Linked DNA regions of Sus scrofa: region 2 is linked to region 1. A link is a contact called in public HiChIP or PLAC-seq data. All regions are on one chromosome and are shown on one strand. The core of a region is the stretch at or near the end of the contact, and the rest is flanking DNA. Distances in the headings are between cores, read along the strand shown.

Region 1 (5,031 bases), core at 2,285-4,784:
GGAGGGCCGCTCCAACAGGGACACATCGGCTTTGCACAGGCTCCAGAAGAAGTCAGCTTCTCGGTGAACTGTGCAGGTCCCTGGCTGCCTAGCCTTGGAATCCATACTTTTCACTGATGGCCCGTCCACCTCCAGGAAGCTGCTGTCCTCCAGCTGGCCCTCTGATGTCACATAGATCTGAATAAAAAAGAGCTTTGGCTTCCCTAAGAGAGTAGGGCATACATCTGCCATGAACATCCTTCGGATATGATCCAAAGGGAACCCGGAGAGAGTCTTATCCACGCCAAACACGCTCTGGGAGCCCCCTCGGCTCACAAGGACACACACGAAACTGTCGTAGTCTTGGTGTTGGGGCATACGGGCAACTTTGCGAAGAATCTTGCTTATTTGCTCCACTTTCAGATACAAGAAATACTGTACTTCATAGCCCAGGGAACTGAAGGTGTCCCGAAGAACATCTGGAAAAAACAAACAAACGTGAAAAACAACATAGGGGCAAGAAAAGCTCCAGAAACACTGGGCGGCAATCCTAAACATGGTCTAATCTCTGCTACTTGTCTGTTTCCGATTTTGTGTCCTATTTTGAGGCACCGAAGTCCCTGAGAATGGGGCAGCCTGAAGCATGAGGTAAGTGACAGGTCCTCAGTTAGGGTCTGTCCTTCGTTCCATGGCTTTTCCTTCCCAAGGGCACTGCCACATCTGGGCATGGGCATAGACTGAGCCCACCTCTAGTCTAAATGAATCAAGAGAGAAAAAAAAAAAAAAAAGACTTTTTCCTCTTCAACCAAAACAAAGCTGGGATTGTGCAAAAAGTTCTTTCTTAAAATCACTCACAAGCTCATAGGAATGGGTGCATTTGCAGAGTGCAGGTCCAAACCCAGATCCAATGGCTGCAGAGAGGAGAGGCCCAGGTCATGAGTTCTCTCACCTCCACCTGCTATGGGCTGATCCAGAGGTGCCTGGATTTAAGTTGGAACCATCCCCAAACCCCTCAGCTCTTCTCATGAACCACTTCCCAGTGTAGCTTTTGACAGAACTGGGGCGGGGGGAGGGTGGCATGGCCAAGACATGACCTAAAGTGCCCCCAAAGATTTTTCTCCTATCTTCCGGGAATTCAGGTTAATTTTGCCTCGAGAAGCAGTGTAAGGGAGTGGAAAAAGCAGACAAGCCTGCCTCCTAGCACTGACCTCACCACACCTATGGGCTGCATGGCTTTAAGGAAGTAGGTCTCACTAGTTTGGGGTTTTTTTTTTTTTTGCTTTTTTTAGGGCTGCACCCACAGCATATGGAGGTTCCCAGGCTAGGGGTCCAATTGGAGCTACAGCCGCCCACCTACACCACAGCCACAGCAACTCGGGATCCAAGCCACGTCTGCGACCTATACCATAGCTCACAGCAACACCGGATCCTTAAACCACTGAGCAAAGCCAGGGATTGAACCCACAACCTCATGGTTCCTAGCTAGATTCATTTCTGCTGCACCAGGATGGGAACTCCTCTCCATAGCTTTAAGTGGAAGTGAAGATAGCCACCCTATGAGGATGCTGTGAGTATTAAATTAGTGTAATACAATACATCTCCTGGTGCTCAATAAGAAAGAGTCCCTGCTGCTCTTTAAAAAATTCTTTTTGTCCATCTTCTAGAAGTTTCTACGGTCCTGAGACGAAAGAAACCCCACCCAAACTACTTAGTTCCCATCTGCTCAGGTTGCCCTCATTGGAGAAGTAAACACAGAAATATTTCATCTTTCTAGTAGCAAAGAGAGACATCTTTCTCTTCCTCATTCAAAAAGTCCACATCCTTTTGAGCTCCCCAATAAGTTTCTATTCCTTGTCTGAGGGATGCCTCCAGTTCTCAATTCATTTTCAAGGCAGAAAAGCTGTTCTGGCCTAAGCCCAGAGGTAAAACAAGAATCTTCCCATTCAGGTTGTCACCCAAACAATTAGCCACTTCTCTGGATTTGTTTCCATGTGTCATGACTACGTACCCACTTCTCTTCCTCCCCTGAGGTATGGTCGTCCAGGAGTCTACCACTGCACTCACCCCAAACCCAACAACACAACAGTGTCCAGAGCAGAGATAACTTCCACCAAGGAACAGAGGGGCCCCACCTCATACCAGTTTGGGCGTCATACAAAGGGGTCAGGGGGAGATAAATAACTGAAGGTTATGACACATCACCCTTCACTACCGATTCTCAATTCTCCACACCAAATAAGAACAATATGAAGTATGGAGAGTCACAAATAATTCAGGATAATAACTTCAACCAATAGTTTCAACGTCTTGTCTTGCCAACTTTATCAGCGAGTATTACACTATAAAAGTGAAAGTAAGCAAATGTTATTTCTCTTCTGGCTTCTCAGCAGGAAACAGGAAAAAGATTAAAAGTTGGGAAAGAAACACAGCCTTGGGTTAACAACAAACTGGGAACTAAGCAGCCACTGGACAAACAAGAGCTGGCTCGAGTGCTCTTAATTCAATTTGGCCAGCCTATGGGCAGTATCTGGACACAATCACATACAGTCTCGTAGAACTTTCTACTCAGGAGGCTCACATCCTGCCAGATATGGCAGATTTAAATAAGTCTGTGACTCCTCGACCCTCCTTGCTTAAAAAGATAGTGTGTAATCCCCTCCCCTTGAACACAGGTAACTCGTTCCTAATGAATGGAGTGTGGCAGAAGGGCTACCACGTGACATTCAAAGTCAAATCACTAGGGGGAAGCCAGCTGCCATGTCTTGAGAACACTCCAGACAGGGCCCTGGTGCCAAACAGGTCCCCAGTGCCATGTGAAGAGGCCCACATGGAGAAGAACGCAAGCCACACACCAACTTCCCAGCCACTCGAGAAGCTCCTCCAATGCCAAGGACCCAAGCTGACATATGACAGCAACCTCTCAAGAGACTCAGGGCTGGGACAGCCTGGCTCCGTCACTTCTAAATTCCAGACCCCCAGAAGCTATGAGAGGTATAAATAAATTAGTATCGTTGTTTTAAGCTATAACATTTTGGAGCAATTTGTACACATTATGAGATAAATAATTCACTAGGTAAGTCAGCAAAAGGGAATGATAATAACCATTACCTAAGAATGGAGTGTAATTAAGCAACTTACTTTTCTCCTTCCGCCTGACCCGCAAGTAAGGTAGGGGTGAAGAAAATGAATTAAATTCATTTTTTGAAATATATATATATCAAGTAATAATAAGATACAAGCCCCCAAGAGATATAAAGAAGTTGCCAATCTCCTTAAAACCTTACAATAACTAAGTATGTTCAAGGAATGACAGTTGCTGAAAACCTATTAAGTACCTCACTTGTCAGCATAGGAGCTCAGAGTGCTAGGAGAGGTGAAGAAGCACTGCCCCCTAGGCACGGCCTCTGAGGGTGTAGGTAAGGCTTGAGATCCAGTTCTGAGCTGGGGATGACACACAGGGCTGTACCATGTACCAGGTACCAGGACAGAGCCTGGACAGGACTCAGGGGCCATCCCCACTGCTTTATTCCAAACGCTCCCTTCCGGAGTGGCACTCTCTAGTCATGGAGCACTCTCTCCTCCAGGGGGCAGAAGCGAACCGAGAAACATCAGGCTCAAAGCTCTTTTGTTTACTTAATTTCAGACTGGCTCCCTGGATCAAAACCTTCTTTTCACTGATAAGAGTGCCTCCCTTATCAAAGTCTTTGAAAGAAAGCCATAGTCTCCCTTTCCATCCTGACATGCAGAGGTCTGGAGGCAACACAGGCTGTCTTGTGCCTTAATCTCTTTTCTTTATCTGGGTTCTGGCTAGAGCAGCAGCTGGGCTGTCATAAGGCAGTCAGCAGGCAGCTGCGTGATACGAGGGTAAAAGAGGAACAGCCTTGGAAACCCAAGATGTGAGTTTCAGTCCTGGCCTCTCCACCTACTTGCTGGTCTGAACCTTGCCTGGTCCTGAAAGAAGACTGACTGACACCATGGGAATCTGAGGTCTAGGGAATCTGAGGAAGGTCTCACCTAATAGAACAGGAGGAAAAAGCCTAAAGCTGGAGGTGAAGCTAAAGGCCAAACAGGTCCCCAATGCCAAGTATAAGGCCAATAAGAACACCAAATCTAGGGCCTCAGACCAAGATGGAGCATCCCCTAAACATCCCTGTGGCAACACAGTCACTCCAGGGACACAGCCTGAAGCCATCAGGCTGGCATTTCCCATGAACATCACATCTTTCCTCTGACAGATGGTGAGGATGGATGCTGGGTGCCATTTGCAATGTTCTTTCTTGGGCTAGCAAGAAAGAATAAGGATAGAGCCCAGTCTAATTTACAGGATCAAGGGGATCACGACAGTGTGACTTTGAACAAATTACATCTGTAATTTATCCACCTATAAAATGGGATCAATACTGATGCCTCTACCATGTCCTCCAGAAGGTGGCTGTGAGGCTCCATTGAGATGTCTATAAGGACGCTTTGCAAATTGTGAGCAGTTATTCAAACATAAGATATTAATTTGAGGAGTTCCCGTCGTGGCGCAGTGGTTAACAAATCCGACTAGGAAACATGAGGTTGCGGGTTCGGTCCCTGCCCTTGCTCAGTGGGTTAATGATCCAGCGTTGCTGTGAGCTGTGGTGTAGGTTGCAGATGCGGCTCGGATCCCGCGTTGCTGTGGCTCTGGCGTAGGCCGGAGGCTACAGCTCCAACTGGACCCCTAGCCTGGGAACCTCCATATGCCGTGGGAGCGGCCCAAGAAATAGCTAAAAAAAAGACCCCAAAAAAAAAATAATTAAATAAATAAGATATTAATTTGAGGAGTTCCCATTGTGGCTCAGCAGGTTAAGAATTGATGTGGTCTTTGTGAGGATGTGGGTTTGATCTCTGGCCTCACTCAGTGGGTTAAGCAGCCAGCACCGCCACAAGCTGCAGTGTAGATGGCAGATACAGCTCGCATCGGGTGTTGCCATAGCTGTGTCATAGGTCTCAGCTGCAGCTCTAATGGAACCCCTAGCTAGGAACTTCCATTAGTTGCAGATGTGGCCATAAAAAGGAAAAAAAAAA
Region 2 (4,905 bases), core at 175-2,674, 79 kb before region 1:
TCTGCCACTTGCTGGCTGTGTGCCCTTGGGCACGTTATTTAACAGCTTGGTGCTTTAGTTTCCTTATTCAGAGAGTAGAGACTGTAACACCTCCTGCAGTTGAGGGTTACTATCGAAAACGAAACACCTCTGACTCGAACCCAGCGAAAACCCAGATTGGGACTTGAACCCACAGTGTTTTTCAATTAGAATCACTCATCTGGTGTCTGGACTTACTAAAGCTCAGGTTCTTGGTGTCCCCGCCCAGAAGGAACTCAGCCAGAGACCACGTGAGAGGCAAGAAATAGATTTATTAAGATAGGATGTTTGTGAGAGATACCAGCAGGCAGCTGAGGAGACTCTGGCCCAAGAATTAGGTGGCTATATTTCTATCAGGGAAGGAAAGTGGGGAAGGGGAAAAGACTGCCTTCTTCCTCGTTCTTGGAGTAGATGTCCTGCTTACATCTTTATCTCCTCCTTTGTACTGGTGGAGAGAGCATTTGACCCTATCAGGTCAAACTAGGACCTCCACGGTGCTTATTCAAATCAACAGAAGGGTGGTAACATAAGCTAAAATATGTTGAATCATCTAAGGTTTCCATATAAGGAGGGTCTCCTACTCTGGAATATCATCTTTCCCTTAAATTCCTGTCTTGGGTCCTAAGGATCATTATCCTGCTGAACTTGAATGCAGGCCTCATTTTATCTTTCACTTAATGACCTGAGGCATCGCTCATATTTTCACTTATTTTGTTTTGTTTTGCTTTGTTGTTTTCTCATTTTATTATAAATGTGCTAGTTTTTTTTTTCTTTTTTTTTTTTTCTTGAGGTCTGTTGCGGAGGGGAGGGGGGTGGGCAACGTAGGGATAGAGGAGTAAGAGATACAAACTATTGGGTATAAAATAAGCTACAAGGATGTATTTCATATTTTTACCTATGAGTTTATCGTTAAGCAAGGCTGCTTCATTCCATGACATTCTGATGGCTTTCTCAAGCGAGTATTAACTTACAGTGGTCTCTCCAAAGTTCCCTAGGTTTCCCTCTCAATCTATGGTTCCCTAAAGGAATTTCTACAACTACTTGTGTAACCATCCTACTCTATCCCTATCACTACGACAATCAAATACTTGCGAAATATTTACAACAGCTCCCGGCACACACAGAGTAAATATATAACAAGTGTAAGCAAATATTATAACATCTCTGCACATATTATGTTACATATACAATTTGAGTGCAAAAGCAGGATCCAAATACTGTGCCAGAATCGATCAAGGTATTGCCTCCCAGCTCAAATCCACTGTTCTGAGTCCTGCTTGGTGATACTGTAACTAAACCTAGAAAACACCTCCTGTGCCCACTGGCACAATTTTGGATTTTGCAGGTAGAGGGCGCTGAAGGGACAGGCAAGCAAGAGCCCGGAGCATTCTCTTCCTGGTTTGTTTAGGCGGCACCTCTCCCTGCCTTCCGCCAGGCACGGAAGACACCGTGGTGCCCACTCGAGCACCGTGTCAGCACCCAGTGAGCAGCCCCTTGTTCATCGGCCCCGCTTGCCAACCGCAGACAAGCTCTGCCCCCCTACACACACACACACACACACACACACACACACACACACACACCCTATGCACGCGCGCGCGCGCGCGCGCACACACACACACACACACACACACACACACCCCCCATGCTCACCCCACCTCCAGGGAACTTCTTTATATTGTCAGTGGTCGCAGCAACAGCTTCAACCAGTTCTGAGTCACAACCTTAAGAGCAAGAGGAGTCTTCCAGATTCTTCCTTCCCTGATTCTCCCTCAGCCCTGGAGAACTTTAACCTTGAGTAATTAACCTTCTTTTGCTAATTAATCATTCGTATTAAGTTTTCCCTTTCAAATTAAATGACAGGTACGGTTTCCATCTCTGACTGATCCCTAATTGAATATATATATTATAGCCTGCCTTTTTTTTTTTTTTTAACTGCTCAAGGTAGTAGAATGGGCATCATTCCAGGTCTGTAATATAATCTCAATTAATTCTTGTAATTTATGCCCACTATACCCGTGCATACTTGTGCAGTTTACTTAGCCACTCCTCTATGTAAGGAATAGTTTCCAGTTTGGGTAGTTTGGGGGTAGGTTCCAGTCACTGTGTGGTACTGAACATGTGTTTGTGAACATGATTATTTCTGGGGAAAAATTCTAGAAGAATGAATTCATCTGTCATAGAATTGTGTAATTAAATATTTGAGAGATGTGGTAAAATTTCTTTTCCTAAACCAATTTATATTTCCAACAATAGCCCATAAAAGGGCCCATTTCACCACATCCTTTCCAATCTTTTTTTCATTAACTTGTATTAATCTGAGCAGTTTTGGTTTGTTTATGCTATTACTAAGATTTTAAAGTTCCATAACTTCAATATTCATTTTTATTTCCTCTATGAAATACTGGTTCACATCCTTTATTCATTTTGCAGTCGAATTTTTTTCATGATAATGATGCACGTGCATTTTTAATCACAAAAAAGAAAATATTGCTAAAATATTTCATTCGTACATCAAATCTGTAAATAGAATTTTAACTGCAACATAAAACTATTGACTTAGCTGTAGCTAACTTAGAACTTACGATCATGGAGAGTGAGGTTAACAAAAGTACGTTTTTGTTTAGTAAATCTTTCTTTTTTTTTTGGCTTTTCTAGGGCTGCTTCCCGCGGCATATGGAGGTTCCCAGGCTAGGGGTCGAATCAGAGCTGTAGCCACCGGCCAACACCAGAGCCACAGCAATGCAGGATCCGAGCCGAGTCTGTGACCTACACCACAGCTCACGGCAATGCCGGATCCTTAACCCACTGAGCAAGGCCAGGGATCAAACCCGCAACCTCATGGTTTCTAGTCGGATTCGTTAACCACTGAGCCACGATGGGAACTCCTGTTTAGTAAATCTTTCTTATCCCAATCCCGTAGATTGGCAAGATTCCAACTTTTCATCGCGTGCAATTGAGCTTTTTGTTTCTTTCTGATTCATAGAAATTTCTCCTCAGTTCATTCCTAAAAGTGAGTTTCATTTCACAAATTTTCGTAGAGACCTTCATCCTTAGTCACTTACAGAGCAAATATTTCCTCTTCATTTATTGCCTGTCTCTTTTATTGGGGTAAAATATACGTGACATAAAATTTACCATTTAAACCATTTTAAAATGTACAGGTCGATGGCAGTAAGTACCTGAACACTGTTGTGCAACCATCACTACCGTCTATCTCCAGACTTTTTCATCTCCCCACACTTCATTGCCTATCTTTTTGCAAATTGAAGTCAGTTGATTTACAATGTTGTGTTCATTTCAGGAGTACAGCAAAATGATTCAGACACACACACACACACACACACACACACACACACACGCAATGGAATAGTCAGTCCTGCGAAGGACCATGGAGACCTATAAGTTCTGATATAGAATAGCCTCCAAGAGGCATTCCCATGGCAGCTCAGTGGTCAACGAATCTGACTAGGAACCATGAGGTTGTGCGTTCAATCCCTGGCCTGGCTCAGTGGGTTAAGGATCTCGTGTTGCTGTGAGCTGTGGTGTAGGTCACAGACACAGCTGGATCTAGTGTTGCTGTGGCTGTGGCGTAGGCCAGCAGCTGTAGCTCTGATTAGACCCCTAGCCTGGAGCGGCCCTAGGGGAAAAATTAAAAAAAGAACAGCCTCCAAGATATGTTAACTTTGAAATGTGAAGTGTGGAACAATCTGCTAACATTTGGGAATGGGGTAAATGAGGCAAGGACACAGATACATATATGTTTCTATAAGAATAAAACATCTCTGGAAGAATATTTAAAACATTGGAAATAATAATTATCCCTATGGAAGGAATGGGGGGCTTGTGGGACAGGAGTTAATGTGAAACTTACTTTTCCCCGTGTATCCTTTTGTAGTGTTTGAATTGTTTACCACCTCTTTGTATTGTATTTTCCAAATAAAGAAACTAGGAATTTTTCAATGCTGTTTATGATGAAAGGAAGGAGACAAGTACATTTACACATGGAACCAAAAGAAACAATAAGAGAGAGAGTAGAAGACTGGTAAACTGAGAATGCTAAATTCAAAATGGTTCCAGAGTTCCCGTCATGGCTCAATGGTTAATGAACCCGACTAGGAACCATGAGGTTGTGGGTTCGATCCCTGGCCTTGCTCAGTGGGTTAAGGATCCAGTGTTGCCATGAGCTTTGGTGTAGGTTGCAACTTGGATCCCACGTAGTTGTGGCTGTGGTGTAGACCGGCAGCTGTAGCTGTGATTCAACCCCTAGCCTGGGAACCTCCATATGCTGCAAGTGCGGCCCTAAAAAGACAAAAAGACAAAAAAAAAAAAAAAAGTTTCCAAAATTAAAACGTGGTGAAGTTCCCGATGCGGCGCAGTGGGGGTTAATGATCCAGCTTGTCTCTGTGGAGGCTTCGGTTCCATCCCCAGCCCAGCACCATGGGTTAAGGATCTGGCGTTGCTGCAGCTGTGGCATAGGTCACAGCTCCGGCTCGGATTGGATCCTTGGCCCAGGAACTTCCATGTGGCTCGGTACAGCCAAAAAAGGGGGGGGGGGAGGAAAAGGTGGTGCTTGCTTCAAGGCCAGGCTGAGGTCTTGCTTCAGGGCACTGTGGATTGCAGGTACCACAGACGGACAGCTTGCCTCTGGACAGGACTGTGAAATACTGCTCTGCCTATGCAGCATGGGGGTCAGGCATCAGAGCCTGGGAGGTGGGGTTGTTGAGATTTGAGAGCCTGCTCGGTGTTCTCTTCCTGCCACTGAATTACTTTTATCGTCTTTCCCAGAAACTGTAATTTCCTGCTATACACAAAGAGCAAAAAAGGGGGAGTCTGGCTGAAGGGATTTGTCACCTGCAGGGATCACAGACCTAAGTTGCCGGTGCC

Evidence for each region. HiChIP or PLAC-seq counts read pairs in DNA pulled down with a chosen protein or histone mark.
Region 2: a contact with region 1 is called in an H3K27ac HiChIP or PLAC-seq map of alveolar macrophages. The contact joins two enhancer-like sites. A contact is called at or near these places in 1 of 47 Hi-C or Micro-C datasets (embryonic fibroblasts) and 1 of 2 datasets of contacts at active chromatin or transcription factors (alveolar macrophages).

The regions. Positions count from the first base shown.
Region 1 is chr15:104,822,279-104,827,309 of Sscrofa11.1, reverse strand. CFLAR (CASP8 and FADD like apoptosis regulator) reads right to left here. Exons shown (of 9, transcript NM_001001628.1): 8 at 1-458. Among named protein-coding and RNA genes, the nearest start is that of CFLAR, 25 kb to the right of the region's middle. Within about 2 kb of position 3,534, at least 43 of the 83 cell types and tissues checked have an H3K27ac peak or open chromatin away from gene starts, as enhancers often do. A contact at or near this core is called in alveolar macrophages, where this site is marked.
Region 2 is chr15:104,898,955-104,903,859 of Sscrofa11.1, reverse strand. No RefSeq gene overlaps it. Among named protein-coding and RNA genes, the nearest start is that of CASP8, 25 kb to the left of the region's middle. Within about 2 kb of position 1,424, at least 47 of the 83 cell types and tissues checked have an H3K27ac peak or open chromatin away from gene starts, as enhancers often do. A contact at or near this core is called in alveolar macrophages, where this site is marked.